Linked DNA regions of Rattus norvegicus: region 1 is linked to region 2. Evidence: chromatin contacts called from public Hi-C data. All regions are on one chromosome and are shown on one strand. The core of a region is the stretch at or near the end of the contact, and the rest is flanking DNA. Distances in the headings are between cores, read along the strand shown. Region 1 has its middle 16 kb from the start of Wwc1. Region 2 overlaps Wwc1 (WW and C2 domain containing 1).

Region 1 (4,372 bases), core at 1,192-3,691, 83 kb before region 2:
CCAGAAGTGTTCCCGTGTGTGTTGTCCTGCCAGCTATCAGAGCAACAGGAACAAGAAGATCAGGGAAGAGGAGTCCAGGGTTTTCCATGCACCTTTCCCCAGAGTGAAAATGGCTGGAGTCTGAGGTGGCAGGGCAGTGTTTCATTTCCTCATCCTGTCACGTCCCACGCCAAAGACCACACAGCTCCATGGAGTCCCATGGAATGGTACGTTAACGGTGCTCCAGCAGGGTTCTCTGGCTGTCTTGGAGCTTGATAGCACTTGCAGAGGGAGTGTGAGCTGGTGTCCACCAGTCCCCAGCTAGTATGACTTCAGGACAGTGCCTTGAGGAGATGGCAGTCTCACGAGCATGAATCCATCACGCCATTTTTCCTCCTTGCCATAGCCTGGCTACGTGTGACTTGGTCCTTGCAGCCTGTGAGGGGAGGGGGGAGGGCACCATCTAGATTCCAATGCTTAGGAGAGAAGGCTGAACCAATAGAAGGCCTGGCCTGCTAAGTGGACCCTGAAAGGGACTGCAGACTTTATCGTGAGGTCAGCATGTGCCGCATGGGGCCCACGGCAAGAGCAGCATCTCTCTAGCTCCAGGGAATTCCAGCATTCGTTCATGTGCCTGCCCAGTGAGCTTCAGTTTGCATCTGGGTCTATGTGTACACGTATGCAGGACTCAAAGGGTGGGCTGCATGGGGGAAGGACACCTCTGTGTTTGTGTAATGCATTGCAAGCCACTGGGGGCAATGTGCATAACACAGGCTTCAGGAGGCGTGTAGGCCACATGTATCCAGACGTGAATAAAAGTGGATCCGAGTGTGGGGAGGAGAGACACAATGGGGTCGGAGGGCATTCGTGGTGTGTGACTAACGGAACGTGTACAACAAAGGGGTACGGGAGACGCAGCACACACCAGGCGAGTCGTGGGGGTTTCTTTTTCTTTTCCTTTTTCTTGAAGATTTATTTTATGTATGTGAGTACGTTGTTGCTGTCCTCAGACACACCAGGAAAGGGCGCTGGATCCTGTTACAGATGGTTGTGAGCCACCATGTGGTTGCTGGGAATTGAACTCAGAACCTTTGGAAGAGCAGTCAGTGCTCTTAACTGCTGAGTCATCTCTCCAGCCCCGTGAGGGTTTCTATTTGCTCTCTGATGTTCAGAGGCATGTCTGTCTGCATCAAGGACAGACAGGAAGTTAGAGTAGAAAAGCCCAGGGCATCTGACATACACTGTACACACATAATGGTAAAAGGGAAATGCAGGAATCTTCCCTTTCTGCTTTTAGGTAAGGTCAGCCCTGTCCCCATGGAAATATGGCAAAACCATAGGGTTTTAGAACCAATAATTTTCTTAACTGCTTTCCCCTTTGTTATTTTATTTTGCTTGGTTACCGTATCACTTTTATTATTCTTCACACAGTGACTTGTTGCTGGGGCCTAATGTTCTCACAGAATCATAGGAAAACAAAACTCATCACTTCTTAAATAATTAGATACCCCCAAACAAACTTACATAAGTTAAGAGAATGAATAAATTCATCACTGTCCATGCAAATGTTCCCCAAACAGCCCACCCTCTGAGACTTGCACGTGTACACACATACACACAAGCTGAAGCTCACTGGACACTCGGTATATGCTGCTTTGCGCATGGGCAGGCACACAATGTAGCCTGGAATTCTCTGGTGCTAGAAGGATGTCGCTCTTGCAGGCCCCAACCGGGCAAGGAACAACCCAGCAGGGGACAGGAGGGCAAACACCAGAATGAAAAGTGGGTCTTTAGGCTCAGACTTTAGACAGCAAGAGAGAATCAGTGTTCAGGAGCCTTGGACAGAAATTCTGGGGCAGCCAGCTGTCAGTTAACACTCTGCAAAGATTGCTGCACCCTGCTCGCAGAGATCCACCAGGCTGGGGATTTCTCTTCCATGGCCTAGTCTCCTCAGCCACCAAGTGACTGAGCCACATGGACTAAGGACCAAATTAAGATAGGCAAGCATGGGGTATTAAATGTCCACCAAGGAAACTGTTAGCTTGAATACAAGGTCAAAGTCAGATGCAAGCTTCAGGAACAAATTTCTTTTCTATAGCTTATTCAGTTATTTTCATGAGGCCGCCATGAGCTGTGTACATTTGCCAGGGCAGACTGATCCTTCAGAACCATCTCATGCAGTAGACGGTTGGTTCCTGCGTCGTCCATCCAGAAGTATTTGCAGTGGGCGATGGAGGGGCTTGGCTAGGTCCACTCCTGCCTGTTGATCCGTGTATGCTGGAAGGTGGACATTGAGGCCAGGGTAGAAGCTCTTCTCCGAGGAGAAAGAAGATGTAGCAGTGACCAAAATCCAGTGCAACATGACATAGCTTCTCCTTAATGTCTCACACACTCCTGACTCCGCTACGGTGGTGAAGCCAGAACCCTGCTCAGACAGGATCTCCATGATAAAGTCTGTCAGGTCCCAGCCAGCCAGGTCCAGACGCACGATGGCTTGGGGAAGGGCAACCAGAGTCCGTGACGGTGCACATGCAGGCATGCATGAGAACAAAAATGTGGTCACGTGCATAGATCCTAGGAGCATCTAAGGACATACAGAGACAGCACTGCCTGAAGGGCCACATACATGGACGGGTTTTGAAGGCTTCAAACAGCCCCTGGGTCATCTTCTGTCTGTAAGCCTTGGTGTGTTGCGGTAAAAATAAAAAGGTGTGCGCATCGTGACTGGTTCCCGAGCTCATGCTCCATGCCCTCTCTCCTGGGTTCCTCTGACTGGGACAGTTCAGCCTCTTTCCAGCACAACGCCCTGTCAAGCCACCCTGCACTCACTCACAGCTCCCTTGGCGGGTTGCCACCGTGCCACGCATACACATCCCAATTCTGCGGGGCGGCCAGTGCGTCCCGCCACACACTTCCTTGAACTGAATTAAGTTGCCACACGAAAGAACACACCACACAATAACCCCCTGATCCAGTTGATAAGATATAATTGCTCATCTAGACAACACAAAATCCTGTACACACCCATCCCTTAAAATTAGTCATAACAACCCGTAGAAGAATCTTTTTTTTTTTTTAGATTTATTCATTTATTATGTATAAGTACACCGTAGCTATCTTCAGATACACCAGAAGAGGGCACCGGATCTCTTTACAGATAGTTGTGAGCCACCAGGTGGTTGCTGGGAATTGAACTCAGGACCTCTGGAAGAGTAGTCGGGTGCTCTTAACCGCTGAGCCATCTCTCCAGCCCCCGTAGCAGAATCTTAAGGTTTGGCGCCATGTTCCCCCGGCTCCGCGCCCCTCTCCTGCTTCTAAAACTTTGTTCCCGCCCATCCTTTCTTCTCGACCAATGACGGGCCTCGTTTTATCTTGTCTGCCTTCATCTGTATTAATGACATCAACCTACCTTGGGGTTCAGGGGAGCCTCTGTCAGAAGCACCAGGTGCTCCTCAGGAATCATGCACAGTTCCCGTAGGACGCATGGTTCCTGATCATCTCTATGGTGTCCCAGTTAGCGGCCACGCTGTGCCTGAGAGCAAACTTCAGGTTCAGGAGACCCCTTTTGCCTGGGCCTCATCTCCCACGTAGGCCCACCATGATAATCCTGGTGAAGGAGAGGCCCGATGACAGAGTATGGCTAGGGGGTATTTTGGCCAGCAAAGCAAGCTCTGCTCATGCCATAGCCATTGTCAGCGGCAATCTCTGCGATTTCTTCTTCCACTGATCACAGCGGAGCCTGGAGCGACAGAGCAGAAACAAGACTGGCGGGGAGGGAAAGTCTCTATTTGCGTTTGCAAATGGTGTTTTGTTGTTGTTTTGTTGTTGTTGTTGTTGTTGTTGTTGGGGTTTTTGTTTTGTTTGGTTTGGTTTTGGTTTTGCATGTATGTTTGTGCAGTGTGTGTGTGTGTGTGTGTGTGTGCGCGCGCGCGCGCGCACACACACGCCAGAGGGCTTTTGATCTCATGGAATTGGTTGGAGTTATAGATGGCTATGAACTACATGTGGATGCTGGGTACTGAACCCAAGTCCTCTGCAAGAGCAACAAGTCCTTTTGTTTTGTTGTTTTTAAGCATGTGTGCATGATTCCTGAAGACACCGTAGCTGTCTTCAGACGCACCACAAGAGGGCATCAGATCCCATTACAGATGGTTGTGAGCCACCATGTGGTTGCTGGGAATTGAACTCGGGACCTCTGGAAGAGCAGTCAGTGCTCTTAACCACTGAGCCACGACAGGTGCTTTTAAGTGTGGAACCGTCTCTCCAGTCCCTTTTTGGGGTTGGGGATTTAGCTCAGTGGTAGAGCGCTTGCCTAGGAAGCACAAGGCCCTGGGTTCGGTCCCCAGCTCCGGAAAAACAAAAACAAAAACAAACAAACAAACAAACAAACAAA
Region 2 (4,192 bases), core at 1,292-3,791:
GTGGCTAAACCAAGAAGCTTCTGGGTGAACCAGCCAAACCAAATCCAGGACCTTGGGGGACTACAGGATCTGAGGGCAAGAATGTGGACACAGGTGTTCTGAGAGAAGGGAGCCGGAGAAAGGGAGAGAGGTATTTTAGAGAAACGGGGGCATAGGCCTTCCCAGAGCAAATGTCATCACCTCCAGAGAGCAAATACCAAGAGCCAAGTCCCAGACACCTGCCATCTCTCGGCCTGCCTGCTTTAATTTTTACTGGGGACGGAGGCACATGTGGCTTCCACGGTGCGTGGAGGTCAGGGCGTAATTCTCAGGAGTCGGTTCTCTCCTGCCACCTTGTGGGATCCAGGAACCGACCTCAGGTCATCAGAACTGTGTGCGAGTGCTTGTGCCCAGTGTACCATTTCATCAGCCCACAAGGTGGGTGTTGGGGGTGCTTTCCACACTCCTCCCTTCTCAGGAAGTCAGTGGGGCGCAGTAGAAAGCTTCTGACAGCGACTTAAGCCTGAGCCGTTATTTTGCCATCGTTGTGGAAATCCTGGAACAGCGCCACGTGCTAGGCAGAGCCTTCTTTCACAAAGTCGTTGCTTTGCGCGTTGTCCTCTTATGCACGAGGAGGTGAACGTTGATGCCCATACAGACAGGTGTTGCCAGAGCCAGGGAGTGGTAACTGCTGTTGGGTACCTGGGGGAGAGAAGGCTGGCGGGTCAGTGATGGTGGAGGTTCCTATAGTAAGCTTGTAAGCTGTGCGGTGACCTAATTCCCACAGTGCACAGGTGTCTCTCCGAGGATCACATCACCAATGCACACCGTCAAAGGCTCAGCTCCCTGCAACATCTGTGGTCAGCACTTTTGATGGGTCCTCTTCCTGCACGGCCACACCACGCTTACAGGATGGGGCCGTCTCGTGCGTTGCATGAAGGAAACACCTTTTAACAAGGTTATTTAGCATAAAGGCAGCTTTAGCAAGGTATGACCCGAGGTTTAGCCCAATGGTGACAGCCTGAATCCACCTAGACCCCGAAGGTGCCTGCTTCATAGTTTCCTTCCTTAACTTGGTCCTCTGCCCTCCCTGTCCACACTCCATTACTGTCCATTCGTTCTCCCAACCCCTTGGCTTCTCACATCTCTCTGGCTTATCTGTCGTGCGTGGTTTACCGCCTCAGGGAGAGCCTTGGCCACATCCCCTATTGTGGAATGTCCCAAGGCTCATTCCCTGTTTGAAGCATGGACCTCGTCTCACAAGGCATACAGTACCTTATTCATTATGCCTAGCTGGGACTGGGCTGCTGGGTGGGTTCACTGAGAGTGGAAAGAGGAGACTGGGGGATGGGGTGGGTGCATCTCTCAGGTCACCTTGTATTGCTTCGCACATGGGCACAGAACAAAGGTGTGTGACCTAAAGGCCCCACCAGCAGCCGGGAGACCCCACCCCCAGCCCCACCCCCAGCAAGCTGCACCCGGCCTCACCTTTCTTTTGGTCTTAGGTCTAGCAGACGTGGTGTGTCTAACAGACACAAGGATGGTAAAAATAACCACCTTGCACACAAAACCTTTTGGTCTTCACATGCATCAGCAGTATCCTGACCCACGGCTTTGGTATTTGATATTCCCGTTGCCTTCTCTCAGGTTCTCAGCACCTTTTCTGCTGGCTAGCTACTTCCTACTTTCTGAATGCCCGAGAACGCCACCTTCTCAGAGGCTTCTGTGACCGCCTGCTGCCCTTGGTTCACCATCCCAGCACCTTGATTTTTTTTCCCCCCTGAATGCTGTACACCTCAGAAACATTTGCTTATGACTGGAGCGTGTCTCCCACCCTACTCTGGAAGGGCAGTGCCTGGTCTTTGTCCTCTGCGTTCATTAAAGCTCCCCAGAGTCACGTATTCCACACTACACTTCACCCTCTTAGCAGGTTCTGTGTGTGAGGTGATTATTTTTATCACCCTCGTGTCTGTTAGAGGAACAAGGAAAGGTGTCTCAGCGTCCAAATCAAATTAAGGGAAAGGAGGAGGAAGGCTTTCAAACTTGAGGGCAGGGCCAGAGGCGGAAGAGTGCTATCAGGAGATGAAACATCTAAGCTATGGAGACTATGCATGTGAACCAGCCTGGGGCAGGAAGAACCAGCCTGCCCATTGTGGGGTGGTGAGGAGAGCTGCCGTGGAGTGTACACTGTTCTTAGATTGGAGAAGGGGTGGAGGCTTTAGACTGGGATCCTTCCCACCTAGCACTTGAAAGGAGAGAGCCGGGAATGGGGTGAACAGGGCAGTGCTCTGCTGGACAGCCACGAAGAGGGAAGTTTGGGCAGCACAGGGAATGTGGATAGCGACTTAACCGTTCAAATGTAGTCGGCAGAGACTCACCACCCAGTGTTACGCTTGGCAGAATGTGACCTGCTCCTCCACCTTAATGCCTCCCTAGAAAAGACATGCTGAACACTCCGGTCAGCTTTGGCCAGAGGCACCTCTAGGAAAGCAGCACCTCTCTGTGAGACCAACGAGGGACCTGTTGGTGTCTCTAGCGCTCCAGTTACCTGCCATGCTCCTTGACAGGTGTTGCTGTGTGCCCCTTACAAAGTGCACCTGGCAGAACCTTCCCTGTTTCCCTGGCAACGCATCCGGGCTGTTTTTCCAGGAAGGCGGGTTGTGAAACCTTCAGGAATGTTTGTGCTCATTCAGAGATTTGTAATTAAGAAGGGGCAGAACTCGCTCTGGCCTGGCACCTTGCCTGGCTTCCCTCTTGTTCTTCCAGCAGCTGGGTCATGTGACTTTTATGATTGGGGTTTTAGGCGGGCCCAGGACACTGGGGGCTAGAGGCAGGGACTACCTGACCTGGCCAGGTAAGGGGTTGAGGCTGGAGGTGTCAGGTCCTGGCTACATCTGACAGCTTTGCCTCTCACTAGGAGACAGGGAAGGAGGGACAGACAGGCAGACAGTGTCAGAGAGAGAGAGAGAGAGAGAGAGAGAGAGTATGTGTGTGTGTGTGTGTGTTAGTGTGTGTGTGTCTCTGTGTGTGTCTCTGTGTGTGTGTGTGTGTGTGTAAAGCTAAAACACTTCTCTTCATACTGATTCTCTGAATGACACCTCTCTGCACACTGAATAATTCATCTCCCCCTTGGCATTTGTTCCAGAGATTTCTGTCCAGATTTCTGTAAGTTGTATAGTTCCTTCCCATAGCAACTTTCCTGTTTCCCATAGAGGCGCACTGAGCGTCAACTGGCTGCTCCCCCACGGCTGCATCCAAGAGAGAACCCAAATACAAAACCCAATGCCTTTCTCTCTCCTTTGGCTGCTCTTTCTAACGGCAAGCCCTATTGCTGCACGTCCCTTCCTGTTGGCAAAATGTCTGCCGTCACTGCTGACGGGAATCGCTATCTTCCTCATACCCTTCATATCATATTATTGGTGCTAGGGCTAATGACCAGAGCCTCACCTCCTTGATGGAAACCGGAGCAGCGTGTGGAGTTGATGAGTTTCTGGAAACTTGTTGCAGTTTGGATCCTGTTCTCCTGTCTGATACATTCCTGTTCCCGGTACCTTGAGAGCCTGAATTTGTACGGATGACTTGGAAACATTTAACTGTCCTATGTGTAGAGTGTGAAAAAAGAAAAAGAAATAAAGAAGGAAGGACATGACCGCTCCCAAGTATGGCGGAAGAGAAGGCTTACTGTAGATATGGGGAAGAGAGTGTCGGTGGAGGCAACGACAAGTGTGAGAGCCCAGAGGGAACATGGCCAGACTAAGCTGGGCCATGTTGAGAGAAAAGCCACCAACCAAGAGAGGCTGTTGGGGCAAGAGGGTAAAGGGTAGACTAAAAGGGACAGGGACTGGTATAGCAAAGTGGCTGAGTTATATAAGGAGGGGCAGCTGGGGGCAGGGTATGCCAGTCAGAAGGGCTCTATGACAGGGCCCTAAGAGATGCTTCGAGAAGCTAGTGGTCAGTGTCTGCTTGGATATGTTAATGGGCACCTCAGTAGTTTATCCTGGGATTGAGACCTAGCATCTAGGAGTCATGGGTTGTCTAGTGAACACCTTCGTACCAATGGCTGAAGACACTCATCATGGAGTACTCCAGTGCCTCTTGTCTTTCTCACACATCCCCGTCCAGTCTCCTGGGCTAGCACAGCTCCAGGTTGTTGTGAGACCCACTGGGTCTTGTCCATTTTTATTGGCAAAGCTTTGGCCTCTAGCACTGGAAC

What was found. A called contact is a pair of places that touch in the nucleus more often than the background predicts.
Region 1: a contact with region 2 is called in a Hi-C map of kidney, with 6 times the contacts expected there. The contact joins two enhancer-like sites. A contact is called at or near these places in 7 of 12 Hi-C or Micro-C datasets (the A7r5 cell line, hepatocytes, kidney and 3 more).

Annotation. Positions count from the first base shown.
Region 1 is chr10:20,972,695-20,977,066 of GRCr8, reverse strand. No RefSeq gene overlaps it. Among named protein-coding and RNA genes, the nearest start is that of Wwc1, 16 kb to the right of the region's middle. Within about 2 kb of position 2,441, at least 1 of the 93 cell types and tissues checked has an H3K27ac peak or open chromatin away from gene starts, as enhancers often do. A contact at or near this core is called in kidney, where this site is marked.
Region 2 is chr10:20,889,965-20,894,156 of GRCr8, reverse strand. All of the region lies in intron 1 of Wwc1 (WW and C2 domain containing 1), which reads left to right. Among named protein-coding and RNA genes, the nearest start is that of Wwc1, 66 kb to the left of the region's middle. Within about 2 kb of position 2,541, at least 9 of the 93 cell types and tissues checked have an H3K27ac peak or open chromatin away from gene starts, as enhancers often do. A contact at or near this core is called in kidney, where this site is marked.